Linked DNA regions of Mus musculus: region 2 is linked to region 1. Evidence: chromatin contacts called from public promoter capture Hi-C data. All regions are on one chromosome and are shown on one strand. The core of a region is the stretch at or near the end of the contact, and the rest is flanking DNA. Distances in the headings are between cores, read along the strand shown.

Region 1 (6,375 bases), core at 3,528-6,027:
AGCCTTGCTTATGTCAAGTTGGCAAAAATCCAACCGGATCACAGTAGTCTATCATTTTCTCAGCTAGGCTGGAATCCAGATAGCCCCCGTGATCTTCTTGTGCAGGTCTACCTTGGGTATACCTAGCTTCGGTTACAGGCATGAGTGGGCCCCCTGGCTTGTTAGGTGGGTGCCGGGGTCCAAACTCTATTCTTCATAATTATGAAGTAATTCTGATTGTAGCTGCTGTACCAGATGTAGTGTCCTTACTTAATGAACACATCTCCTGGTACATGGTATGCAGCTATTGGTCTATTAAGTGCCTTTTTCTTAGTACCTGTTCATAAGGACCATCAGAAGCAATTTGCTTTCAGTTGGCAGGCCAGCAGTATGACTTTACAGTCTTGCCTCAAGGATATAGTAACTCCTCTGCCCTGTGTCATAATTTAGTTGGAAGGGATCTTGATTGTTGGGGATTTGATTTGTGCTTACATGGGAACTCTCAAGTCTGCTGTGGGTCTCTGCCAACAGCTGGCTTTCTGACTGGTCAATAAAGAGCCATCATCCAATGGTTGGGCAAGGGGACAGAGGCAGGACTTTGAGGATTCCTGGAGAGGAAACACAGGACAGAGAGAAGGAGAATCACCAGGGCAGAAGGAAGGAAGAGGATATATACATGAGAGCTAATGGAAGACAGAGAACCAACCATAGAAGAGTCAGGGAAAAGTGGCCCCAGTGGTCACTTCTCTGATTTGGTCTGGGGTATCAGATAAAGTATAGACTTTAGAAAGTAATAACTCAAAAATATTGGAGGGAAGAGTGTGTTAGCCGCAGGGAGGCTTGGAAGTAGCCCAACAATTGGGCTAGCTAAGGCATATTGAAAATAAGCCAGCGCATGTGCGCTTGTATGTGTCTTTCATTTGCAAATCCAGAGCTCTTGGGTGGATGCAGAGGAGCTTAGAGTGGACTTTTAAATATTTGCCACTTCATTTGATCATCTGTCTTTTCCATAGAATATCACATTGGTGCACTGTATTGATGACAGTATGCTGGTTGAACCAAGTGAGCAGGAGGTGGAAACCACTTTGGATTCACTGATAACACTTAAGCATAATAAATCCAACCAAATTTCAGGACCATCTACCTCAGCGAAATTCTTAGGAGTCCAGTGGTGTGGAGCATGCAGAGATATTCCTTCTAAGATGAAAGATAAGTTATTGCACCTGGCCCCTCCCACCACCAAGAAAGAAGCACAACTTTTTTGTGGGTCTATTTGGTTTCTGGAGACAGCACTTTCCTCACTTGGGTGTGTTACTCAGGCCCATTTACCAAGTGACTTGGAAAGCTGCTAGCTTTGTGTGAGGCCTGGAACAGAAGAAGGCTCTTCAACAGGCCCAGGATGCAGATATTTATTCTCTCTTTCAAAGACAGCTCTTGGCCCGCTATTGGACCTTAGTGGAAACTGATTATTTAAACAATAGGACATCAAGTTACCATGTTACTTGAACTGCCCATCATGAGCTGGGTTTTCTCTGACCCAGCAAGTCATAAAGCAGGACTTGCATAGCGGTAATCCATTATCCAAGGGAAGTGGTATAAATGTGATCAGGCCCAAGCAGGTCCTGGACACACAAGCACGTTACATGAAGTTGTCCAAATGCTATGGTTTCTACCCCTGTTCAATGCTGTCTGCTGCTAAGCATGCGCCTACAGTCTCATTGGGTGTTCCCTATGATAGGTTGCCTGAGGAAGATGAGACTAGGACCTGGCTTCCTGATGGTTCTGCATGTTACTCAGAAGCGGACAGTCGCAACATTACAGCTCCTTTCTGAGACAACTCTCAAAGATACTGGTGAGGGGACATCTCCACAATGGGCAGAACTTCAAGCAATACACATGGTATTACAGTTTGTTTGGAAGAAGAAATGGCCAGATGTTTGATTGTTCACTGACTTATAGACTGTCAGCCAACAGATTGGCTGGATGGTCAGGGCCTTGGAAAGATCACGATTGTAAAATTAGTGAGAAAGACATCTGGGGAAAAAGTATGTAGAAAGATCTCTCCGAATGAGCAAAGGATGTGAAGATATTTGTGTCCCATGTAAATGCTCACCAAAAGGTGACTTCAGCCGAGGAGGAGTTCAATAATCAAGTGGATAAGATGACCTGTTTTGTGGACAGTCAGCCTCTTTCCCCAGCCATCCCTGTCATTGCCCAATGGGCATGTGAACAAAGTGGCCATGGTAACAGAGGTAAGGGTTATGCTTGGGCTCAACAACATGGTTTTCCACTCACCAACACTGACCTGGCTACAGCTGCTGCTAAATGCCGGATCTGCCAACAGCAGAGACCAACACTGAGCCCCAGATATGACACCATTCCTCCAAGGTGACCAGCCAGCAACCTGGTGGCAGGTTAACTACATTGGACCACGTCTTCCATGAAAAGGACAGCGTTTTGTTCTAACTGGAGTAGATATGTATTCTGGTTATGAATTTGCCTTTCCTGCACATAATGCCCCTGCTAAAACCTCCATCCATGGACTCACAGGATGCCTTATCTATCGCCACAGTATTCCACACAGTATTGCTTCTGACCAAGGAACTCATTTCACAGCCAGAAAAGTACAATAGTGGGCCCACGATCATGGAATTCATTGGTCTTACCATGTTTCCTATCACCCTGAAGCAGCTGGTCTGATTGAAAGATGGAATGGCCACTCAGGTGGCAGCAGCATGGAGGGCTGGGGCAGGATTCTTCAGAAGGCAGTATATGCTTTGAATCAGTGTCTGATCTATGGTACATTTTCCCCCATAGCCAGGATCCACGGGTCCAGGAATCAAGAGGTGGAAAAGGGAATCGTTCTACTCACGATCACTCCTAGTGACCCACTTGGAAAGTTTTTGCTTTCTGTTTTTGAAACCCAAAGTTCTGCTGGCCTGGAAGTTTTGGTTCCAGAGGGGGTGTGCTCCTGCTAGGAGCCACAATGAATGTTCCATTAACTGTAAGCTCAGATGTCTCCCTGGTTATTGTGGGTTTCTACTGCCCTTAAATCAACAGACTAAGAAAGGAATAATAGTGTTAGGTGGAGTGATAAATCCAGATTATCATGGGGAAATTGGATTACCTCTCCACAATGGAGGTAAGAAGAATTATATCTGGAGTGCAGGAGATCCTGTAGGGCTCCTCTTATTATTACCATGTCCTGTGATTAAAGTCAATGGGAAACTACAACAGCCTAATCCAAGTAGAATGACAAAGGACGCAGACCCATCAGGAATGAAGGTATGTGTCAATCCTCCAGGAAAAGAGTCAAGACCTGCTGAGGTGCTTGCAGAAGGTGAAGGAAATATAGAATGGATAGTAGAGGAAGGTAGTTATAAATACCATCTAAGGCCATGTGATCAGTTGCAGAACTGAGGATTATAAGTTACATGAATGCTTCTTTTTCATTTTGTTAATATATTTGTACAGATATTCGTGCTTTCTTTCAATTTCTTTAACATAAATTCAAAGACTACCAATGGTTATCATATTTAAGTTAGAGATATAAAAGGATGTTTCCCAAGGGACATTGATGTATTCTAAATTTACAATGTGTTTGCCAGTTGTACAGGGATAGTTATATCACGTTAGGCATATTTATGACCTGGTTATTGTTTTCATTTTGACACAAGATATGGCTGTCTCAAGTTGACAAGGGGTGGATTGTGAAGGCTATTCCCAGTTGTCAACTTGACTCTATCTGGAATGAACTACAATCCAGAAATGGAGGGTCCACCTGTGACCTAGATCTTGAGTCAGGAAGACACAAGCATTTGATCCAGATCTTGTGACTAGAAGACACACACCTTTAATCTCGAGGCTTACCTTTAATCTGAGTCATACCTTCTGTGGGAGGCCTGCATAAGGACAATGGAAGAAAGCGGGATTTGTTCTTTGCTTGCCTAACACTTGCTTGCCAGTGCATCTGTTGGAACCTGCTTCCTCAGGATTCCAGCTTATACAGAGGACCAGCTGAACCGTCCAGCCTCATAGGACTGAACAACCACTAGATTCTTTGATTTCCCATTCACAGCTGGCCATTGTCAAGTTAGTTGGACTGCAGTCTGTAAATCATTCCAATAAATTCCATACATACACACACACACACACACACACACACTCCCATATTCTGGGTTGACATACTTTAGTTAAAAAGAACAGTTTGCCACAAGTAGAACTACTGAAGCTGAAAAACAAATTCTGTTCATTTAGAGTCTTTCCAGAACTATGTGCTTGATGGATTAGGTTTTTGTTTTAGTTTTGGCAGGTGGTGCTGTGTACACGCTGAGTTTTATGGCCTGAATTGTACTTCCATCATGGGGTCAGTTGTGCTAAGGTCTGGGGGCCTGTTAAAACAGACACATCTGGGACATATCAGGATTAATCTTTCGGGCCTGATCTAGGACTCAAACCCCTTTCTTTTGACCAGGAATCACAGGCTTGACTTTTAATTCCTAATTATGAAGGAAGAGTCTGTTAGTTCCACTGGGCAAGAATAAGACCACTACCACAGTTTTTGAAGCAAGCTTTATTAAATACTGTCTAGGACGACGGATACTGGCCACGTCTGTGCCGGGGAATCCCAGAACATGGCACCGAATTACATTAGCCAGGGGCTTATAAAGGCAAACCCCACAAGACAAGTACTTCCCGCCTTCATGCATGCAATCAGGAGCAAGCATACATTCTGACGTACTTCCTGCCTTGGGTGACCAAGCACAGACTGTGAAGCTGGGGCAACCAAGCTTGTTGACAAGTGAGAACACGTGCATGAACCACAGCTGCCAGAGTTCCAGGAAGTCATCTGCCCTTGGGCAAGTGGCCTTACAGGTTAAAAGTATTTTTTTTTTGTTTTTGTTTTATAGATATCTCATGTACAGTGATTTTAACTTAAAACATAACTTCAGCCCTCACAGGGTCCCTTTGCAGTGCCCTCCAGGCCTGTTAATATCTAACTAGATACTGAACAACTGGGCTCTTAATCTGTTCCCAGGGTGGCCAAATTGAATCTTTTGTAAACATGTCAGTAAGAATGAAGATATTCTAAAGAGACACTTATGTCACTCCCTTTGGCTAACAGGCTATTGCACCATGGGCCCCAGCAAATTAAAATAATTTCTTCAGAAATATCAAGCTGAGAGGTAAGGAAAAAAAAAAGGCTAAAGCCTCCTGTCAGCCAGAAGAGAGCCAATCTCCTGAAAAGACATTCCAAACAGTTCTGACTTTCCATATAGTTCTGACAACTTGTAGGAGAGACTGTAGCCTAGACAGTAATAAAGGGCAAGACCACATTCAACAGCATACATCTTGCCGTCTATTTAAACCTAAACCTCACGTGAAGCCCTCAGAGATGAACTTGAGAAGGGGTAAGAAATACCAAACGTGAGCCTTTTCTCTCAAATCCTATAAAACTTGCAGTTAGAACAAGAACTTAGGAGGGCTGGAGAGATGGCTCAGTGGTTAAGAGAGCTGACTGCTCTTCCAAAGGTCCTGAGTTCAATTCCCAGCAACCATATGGTGACTCACAACCATCTATAATTCGATCTGATGCCCTCTTCTGAAAATAGCTACAGTGTACTCACGTAAAATAAATAAGTCTAAAAAATAGGTCTTTAAAAAAAAAAAAAAAAAAAAGAAGGGCTGGTGAGACGGCTCAGTGGGTAAGAGCACCTGACTGCTCTTCCAAAGGTCTGGAGTTCAAATCCCAGCAACCACATGGTGGCTCACAACCATCTGTAACAAGATCTGACGCCCTCTTCTGGAGTGTCTGAAGACAGCTACAGTGTACTTACATATAATAAATAAATAAATCTTTTTTTTTTTTCCATTTTTTATTAGGTATTTAGCTCATTTACATTAAATAAATAAATCTTAAAAAAAAAAAAAAAAAAGAAGCCGGGCGTGGTGGCTCACGCCTTTAATCCCAGAATTTGGTAGGCAGAGGCAGGCGGATTTCTGAGTTTGAGGCCAGCCTGGTCTACAAAGTGAGTTCCAGGACAGCCAGGGCTATACAGAGAAACCCTGTCTCGAAAAACCAAAAAAAAAAAAAAAAAAAAAAGAACAAGAACTTAGAATCTCTTTATCTTCCTCACATTGTAAGACTTTTACATAACTGTTTTAACCCTCCACCCGGTAAAGCCTTTGTTTGCACAAAGGTCCACTGTTCTTGGAATTTGATGGCCCGGAGCAGTGATCCCTTCCCGTTCGTTTCCCATGTACCTAATACAGCCAGTTGAGTAAGATTGTGAGGTCAGGCCCAGCCACTGGGGAAAGACACAGCAGTACCTGAGTTAGTATCAAATCAAATGCACTTCCTGTCAAGGTCTACCTCTCTTCCTGAGCACACCCCTT
Region 2 (6,491 bases), core at 2,875-5,374, 490 kb before region 1:
GTCAGTGGAGAGATCAATATGACATCTCTATCACACCCCAAGGCTCAGGGACCGTCATGGAAGAGGGAGCAGACTGTAAGAGCCAGAGACTGGGGACGTCCAGGCCAAAACAGAGTACAGGATCTCTGTACTCATGATCCTGAACAAAATCAAGCCAGCCAACATGCTGTCGTGGACTAGGAAGGGGTTTGTGAGCCTCTGCCCCAAACTGAGGGGCTTCAGAGAGGTGAGGCTGTTGGGAGAAGAAAGAAGAAGCTGCTGTCAGCTTTCTTTAAGGATATAGCTCCTGATAGATTGATCACGCTCCAGCAAATGGCCCCATACCCAGAAGTATACAATCAGCACAAACTGCGAGTCAACAGGTTATAAATAAATAAATAACACAAAATTTCGGGCTAGGGAGTAGATTTGGGAGGAGTTGGTGTGAATTTAATTAAAATAGATAGTATGAAATTCTCAAAGAATTAATAAAATTTTTATTTTTTCTTTAAATTTTTAAAATGAATCTTAAAGCAAGTCACATGAGTATTTTGACTGCTAAAGTTATATTTATACTGTTGTGTACTCTAGTATATATATATATATATATATATATATATATATATATATGTGTGTGTGTGTGTGTGTGTGTGTGTGTGTGTGTGTATATACATACACACACAATAATATCTTTTTTGTTTGTTTGTTTTTTGTTTTTCGAGACAGGGTTTCTCTGTGTAACCCTGGCTGTCCTGGAACTCACTCTGTAGACCAGACTGGTCTCGAATTCAGAAATTCACCTACCTCTGTTTCCCAAGTGCTGGGATTAAAGGCATGCGCCACCACTGCCCAGCTTGTATTATATCTTTAAAAACAATGTATGGGGGCTGGAGAGATGGTTAAGTGGTTAAGGGCACTTGTTCTTGCAAAGGACCCAGGCTTATCACATGGTGGCTCACAACCATTTGAAATTCTGGTTCTTAGGGTTCCAACACCTTCTTCTGACCCCTGAAGGTACCTGGCATGCATACAGTACACACACATACATGCAGGGAAAATAATCATATACATAAGTAAATAAGTCTAAAAGAAAATTTAAAACAATGTACAAAGTTTATGATTCTTTATTGCTAGTGATACTCTGAACTGCTTGAAAGATAAATGCTCTCATGCTTGGTTGACATGAGCCTTCACTTTGTTTAAAGAAGAAAAGCATGAGGCATGCTATGTATGATGTGAGACATTCTTATATCATCTTGGGAAATGGGGAGGAACTAGTACCAGTCAGCGTGTAAGAGTGAAAACTAGAAATGGCTTCATTTTCTCCTGCCTTTGTCCTCAAACTATCTACAATGGTCTCTTCTTCTCTCTCCTTGAAGACAGCTTCGACAGCTTCTGTAGCTTTCTGCCCACTCATATGTGCAAGAACCACATCTGATGGTTAGGTATTAACAAGACCTCATCTGGTCTAAATCAAATATTCAGTCATTTATCTAGCTCCAAGCTTTTTTATTCACCTAGTAGGATATGCTGAAGAGGTGGGAGGCAGGAGGATCATAAATTTAAAGCCACCTTGGGCTATGCTATGTCTATGGCCATGCTACCATGAAGACACCTGCTCTCTTCTGATCTTGGGAGAAAATACATCAAGTTATCTCAGATTCCTGGGTAGAGAGCACACGGCAAGTCTTCAATGTGTGCTTTCCTTTCCCAAAGGCAACAAGCAAGCTAAAGTTAATCTTCAGCCAGAGCAGGTTTCTTCCGAGGATGGAGCCTTAAAGTTTTCTAGCAAGCACATATTTAACTGTCACAGTCTTTGGGTGTGGTGTGCAATTTCTGCAACTGCCTTTGGAAAGAATATAATGGTGACCCTCAATTGGAGATGCGCTCTACATCACAAGTCTGCAGCCATATTTTCGAGTAGCCATGAAGATTACTGAGCAATTGTGGCATTTCACTAGAGCACAAGGCACCCTGTCGTTCATTCTTCACCCCTGAAATCCTTGAAGTGCTGTCTTGGAGTAGCTCTTTGGTCAAGAAAAAACTGGCGAGCTGAGCCAGCATTCCACAGGTCAAATAGAATTTTTTAAAATTGTAAACCACTTAGAGTTCTGCTGAAATACTATTTTTAGTTTGATAAACTTATTATTATAATCCTGTCTGTATTTTATACACTTGAAATGCCCAAATAAAACACCCTAAGAATGGCTGCAGTATTCCTGGAATATGTTGCTGCATCCGGCGCTAAGTCCTTTGGGAGTTAAGATGGTCTCAATTTTGTAGCTACTTTATTTACATATCATTATTTGTGATATAACTATGCATGGTTTAGAAACACCAAGGCTATTTCAAATTTCTAAAATAAATGTATCCCACACATTAGTTACAATCTTCAGTTGTCCCAAACTGCCCAAATCCTATAGTTTACAATCCAGACCATCGATGAATTTTCTGTAGTGACCCTGAAGGTCTCTCATTTGAGGAAGATTTTAGACCCCACAAAACAGATGGTAATTTGGGGAAAATTTTTGGTAATCATATTTGGGGAGGGTTGACAGAATTACTGGCATCAAGTGGCAGGGACCAGGGGTGGAATTGAGCATCTTGGGTAAAGCACAGGATGGCCCTGTGCAAATGGATCACATGGCCCAGGCTGCTGACAGCGCTTCAGTAGGGAAACTCACCTTGAAGGCTCATGATGCAAGGAGCCTGGCCCTTAGTATCCTCTAGGGCTAGAGAGAGAAAAAGTTGTTTGATTTTTTTAAAAAAGATTTATGCATTGTATGTGCATGAGTACACTGTAGCTGTCTTCAGACACTAGAAGAGGGCATCGGATCCATTACAGATGGTTGTGAGCCACCATGTGGGTGCTGGGAACTGAGCTCAGGACCTCTGGAAGAGCAGAAAGTGGCTCTTAACTGCTGAGCCATCTCTCCAGCCTGACGTTTTTTCTTTCTTGTTGTATGATTTTTAATTAATTTTTTTTTGTACAATATATTAAATCATGTTTCTTCTCTCCCTCAACTCTTCCTAGATCCTACACATCTCTCTACCACCCAACTTTATGCATGTGATCTTTCTCTCCCTCTCTCAGGACAAACAAACAAACAAACAACAAAAAAATCCCAGCACCCCACCCCAAAAAAACAAAACAAACAAACAAACAAATTGAAAATCCAAACAAACAGGCAAAAGATTAATAGTAACAACAACAACAACAAAAAAAATACCGTTGAGTTCATTTTGTGTTGGTCACTCCTGGGAATGGGGCCTGCCCTGGAGTATGATTGATACACCCAGTGAGACACTTTATTGGAGAAGACTGACAGCTGAGAAGAAAATCTGGTTTTTATGACCTCAGAGATAATGCAGATACTGATGAAAAACACACATTAGCCTTTATTCCAACTGAGCATACCAGTAATGGGATTGTGTGTGTGTGTGTGTGTGTGTGTGTGTCTGTCTGTCTGACTGTCTACTTCCTCAAGTGGGCTCAGTTAGACCCCACCTTATTTTGTGAGGCGGATCACTCACTTGAGCCAGTGCTCACTGATTGGCTGGACTGGCTGACCAGCAAGCCCCAGGGACTGGCCAGTCTCCACTTGGGCCCCTTGCATGAGGATTACAAATGATCATGACTTTGTCCATTGGTTTTGTTTTGTTTTGTTTTGTTTTGTTTGGGGGGGAGGGGGTGTTTGGGGGGGGAGGGGGTATTTGTTTGCAGAGGTACTGGGGATCTGAACACAAGTCCTTGCGTTTGTTTGTCCTGTAGCTATTTTACCAACTAGGACATCTCAACTCTTTTTCTTTTTAAAGTGGCTATCCCATCTATTAACTTTAATGTTTTCTTTACTTGGCACAGAGGAGGGATGCAAGCCCAGAACAGAGTGGCTCAGAGGAGGTCTGTGTCAAGTGTGAGGGCTGGTGGGTGTGTTGCTTGAGCCCTTAGCGTTCATTTTATCCTGATGGTAGAAAGGATTGGGATAGAAAACAACATACAAACAAAACCAAAACTCTAAACACTGTCAAAGTAGTTTCATAGGCTGGAAAGACGTCAAGCTACCTTTTAAAGTATTAAGTCGTTCCCTGTACTCCCATCGTTTTTAGTTATTTCTGTACATACCTCTACATTCCACAAGGTTCTCGGGTTTGCTCTCCTGGCACTGTTGACTCCGTTTTCTCCTATGAAGCCTGCATGGACTCCAGAACCGATCAATACAGGCGTCAATTTAGAAAAAAGGATTTTTTTTTTAGAAGGTTCATATAAAACTACAGTGTCTTAGCGGGTAAAAGATAGGAGTTTAAAATCCCACTGTGTTTAAAGTATTGGGCAGAATGCTGAGAGAGCTATTTTTGAGAAGTATAAATCACAGCTGATGTTTTTGAGTAATTTGTGATCCGCCAGAGAGATAGGCTTCATGCCCAAGGGAGGACGCTGCTGACGTCACAAAGCAGGCTGCACTCCGTGGCTCCCTGGCAGGCAGGCAGGCATGCAGACAGGCACAGCCCTCTTTATCCCTCTGGCAGTGAAGTGGGGCATAGCAGGACAAGGTGAAAGTGGCCCAGTGGGGAATGTACTGCAAAGAAGGGGCTGGAGGGCGACCGAACAAGAACCAGTCTTAGAGGGAAAAGTGGGTTTTATTTTTCCTCTCAAGATACAAGGGGAGCATTAATGATCAAAGGTGACATTTAGTGACTGCTGCTCTTGTGCCATGCTCTCTTCATCGTCATTCCCGAAGCCATGACATAGCTCTTCCACAGGGAGACAGTTAACTATTCAAGTTCCACTGCGAGCAAGTGCAAGCAAGGGCCAGGATTTAGATCCAGGGTAGAGTTCAGGCCTTAACAACACTGGCCTGGGGCAGATCAGGAAGTGCAAAGAGGCAGATGGACAGAGTGCTTCCAGGAAGCAGCAGCAGGCTCAGGTGTTGCTGAGCCATCAGGAAGGAAATCTGAGAAACAGCTATCAGATTTGTGACCTTTACCGGAGCTCTGTGGGAAGAGAGGTGAGGACAGGAGTCTCCTGCGGGGCAAGGAGAACGGCAAATCTAGCCTTGGAGAGGGACTGGCAGGGAGGACAGGAGGAAGGTTTCAAGGAGCAAGCCTGATGAGGTGCAACCTCAACTTTATTCGAGGGTTTGAAATAACCTACTCTCTCAAAAAGAACACATTTTAGTAATTATGGCAAGAGACAATGAGCTCCTTTGCATGCAGGCAAATGCAAAAAAATTAACTCTTTCTAAGGAAACTACTAGGGAGGGAGACATTGCATCAGACCCACACAGCTTGCTTTGGAGTTCTTTTGAGGACGGAAAGCATCCGAAAGCCATTGCACCAGGGCTCTACCCTGAGAACATCTGACTGATCCCAGTCACCTGAGCTGCTAAACAGACATTCTGGGGCAGACCCTTTGTTTTAATGAGTGGTTAGGACGGCAGCTATCAGTTTTCATGCCAGGTACTGGATAGTTTCTATTGCAAATCAAACACAGGTTTAGGGGGACTGCAGCTTTTCAAAAGGAAGTCTACTTAGGGCAAACAATTCAGAGCCACGAGTGCAGCCGAGGAAGAGGAGGAAGAGGGGAGTTGGTCTTTTATCGGAGCCTCTTTCCATGCCTGTCAGCTCCCTTCAGCACCCCAGTACAGTTCCTTATATAGAGTTCTAGGTATGAATCAGTCCCCAAAGTGCCTACAATTTTGTTCTGTCCCAAACAGTTCTCCTGCAAACTGCACATTCAGGTTTGTTTGGCCAAAGGAATCTGAGTGCTTCTACCTCATGCTTGCTAACCATACTTCCCAGACAAACTGGTAAGTGCTATGAGAGCGAACCCTAACTTCAACAGGAAAGACAGCAACAGCTATTTAATGTCTAAACAATGCAGCCAGTTACCACAGGGAGCACAATGATTAGCCTGCCTGGGTGAAAACACTGGCATGAGTGAGCATAGATTTTCTTTTTAGTGACACGGGCTGAAAACTTGGTGGTCAGCAAAGCATTCTGGAGTCTCCTCCTTTGGAAGTCGTCAGAAGCTCTGTGCAGCCCAAGTAGAAGCCTCACCAGATCCCCACAGTCATGGGCCTCTCCTTATGTTTTGCTGCCCCGTCATACCCTCAGAACAACACTCAGGGACTTCCTCTCCATCTCTACACTGCCTGATTCTCCCAAGTTGCCTATCTTACAGCATTGGAGCAAAAGACAGACACATTTTTCCTAATTCTTTTTGCATGTTCCTTGGTGTTGCTGTAAGGAACATATAAAGCCACTGCAGGGAACAGTGAGAGTCACCACTAATGAAAACAAGAAATGTGGGAAGCTGAAGGGATCCGAGGGTGCCACCGTGAGTTGTCGGCCCCATTTCTACAGTTCCAGGGATAGGAGAGTAAGGACAGGCAAAACCTTTGCCTCTGTAGTGTTCGTTCCATGGAGGAGATGGATATTAACTCAAGGAAGACTTAATGCTGTGTGCTAGTGGGTGTTATGAATGCAGACGAGACAGGAAGAAAAGCTAAGGG

What was found. Capture Hi-C pulls out chosen DNA fragments and counts their contacts.
Region 2: a contact with region 1 is called in a promoter capture Hi-C map of pancreatic islet. The contact joins two enhancer-like sites. A contact is called at or near these places in 5 of 39 promoter capture datasets (the 3T3-L1 cell line, HPC-7-derived erythroid cells, hippocampal neurons and 1 more), 2 of 115 datasets of contacts at active chromatin or transcription factors (bone marrow-derived macrophages and embryonic forebrain) and 1 of 9 other capture datasets (pancreatic islet).

Annotation. Positions count from the first base shown.
Region 1 is chr9:54,842,488-54,848,862 of GRCm38.p6, reverse strand. No RefSeq gene overlaps it. Among named protein-coding and RNA genes, the nearest start is that of Ireb2, 18 kb to the left of the region's middle. Within about 2 kb of position 4,777, at least 21 of the 459 cell types and tissues checked have an H3K27ac peak or open chromatin away from gene starts, as enhancers often do. A contact at or near this core is called in pancreatic islet, where this site is marked.
Region 2 is chr9:55,331,109-55,337,599 of GRCm38.p6, reverse strand. All of the region lies in intron 1 of Tmem266 (transmembrane protein 266), which reads right to left. Among named protein-coding and RNA genes, the nearest start is that of Tmem266, 7.4 kb to the right of the region's middle. Within about 2 kb of position 4,124, at least 45 of the 459 cell types and tissues checked have an H3K27ac peak or open chromatin away from gene starts, as enhancers often do. A contact at or near this core is called in pancreatic islet, where this site is marked.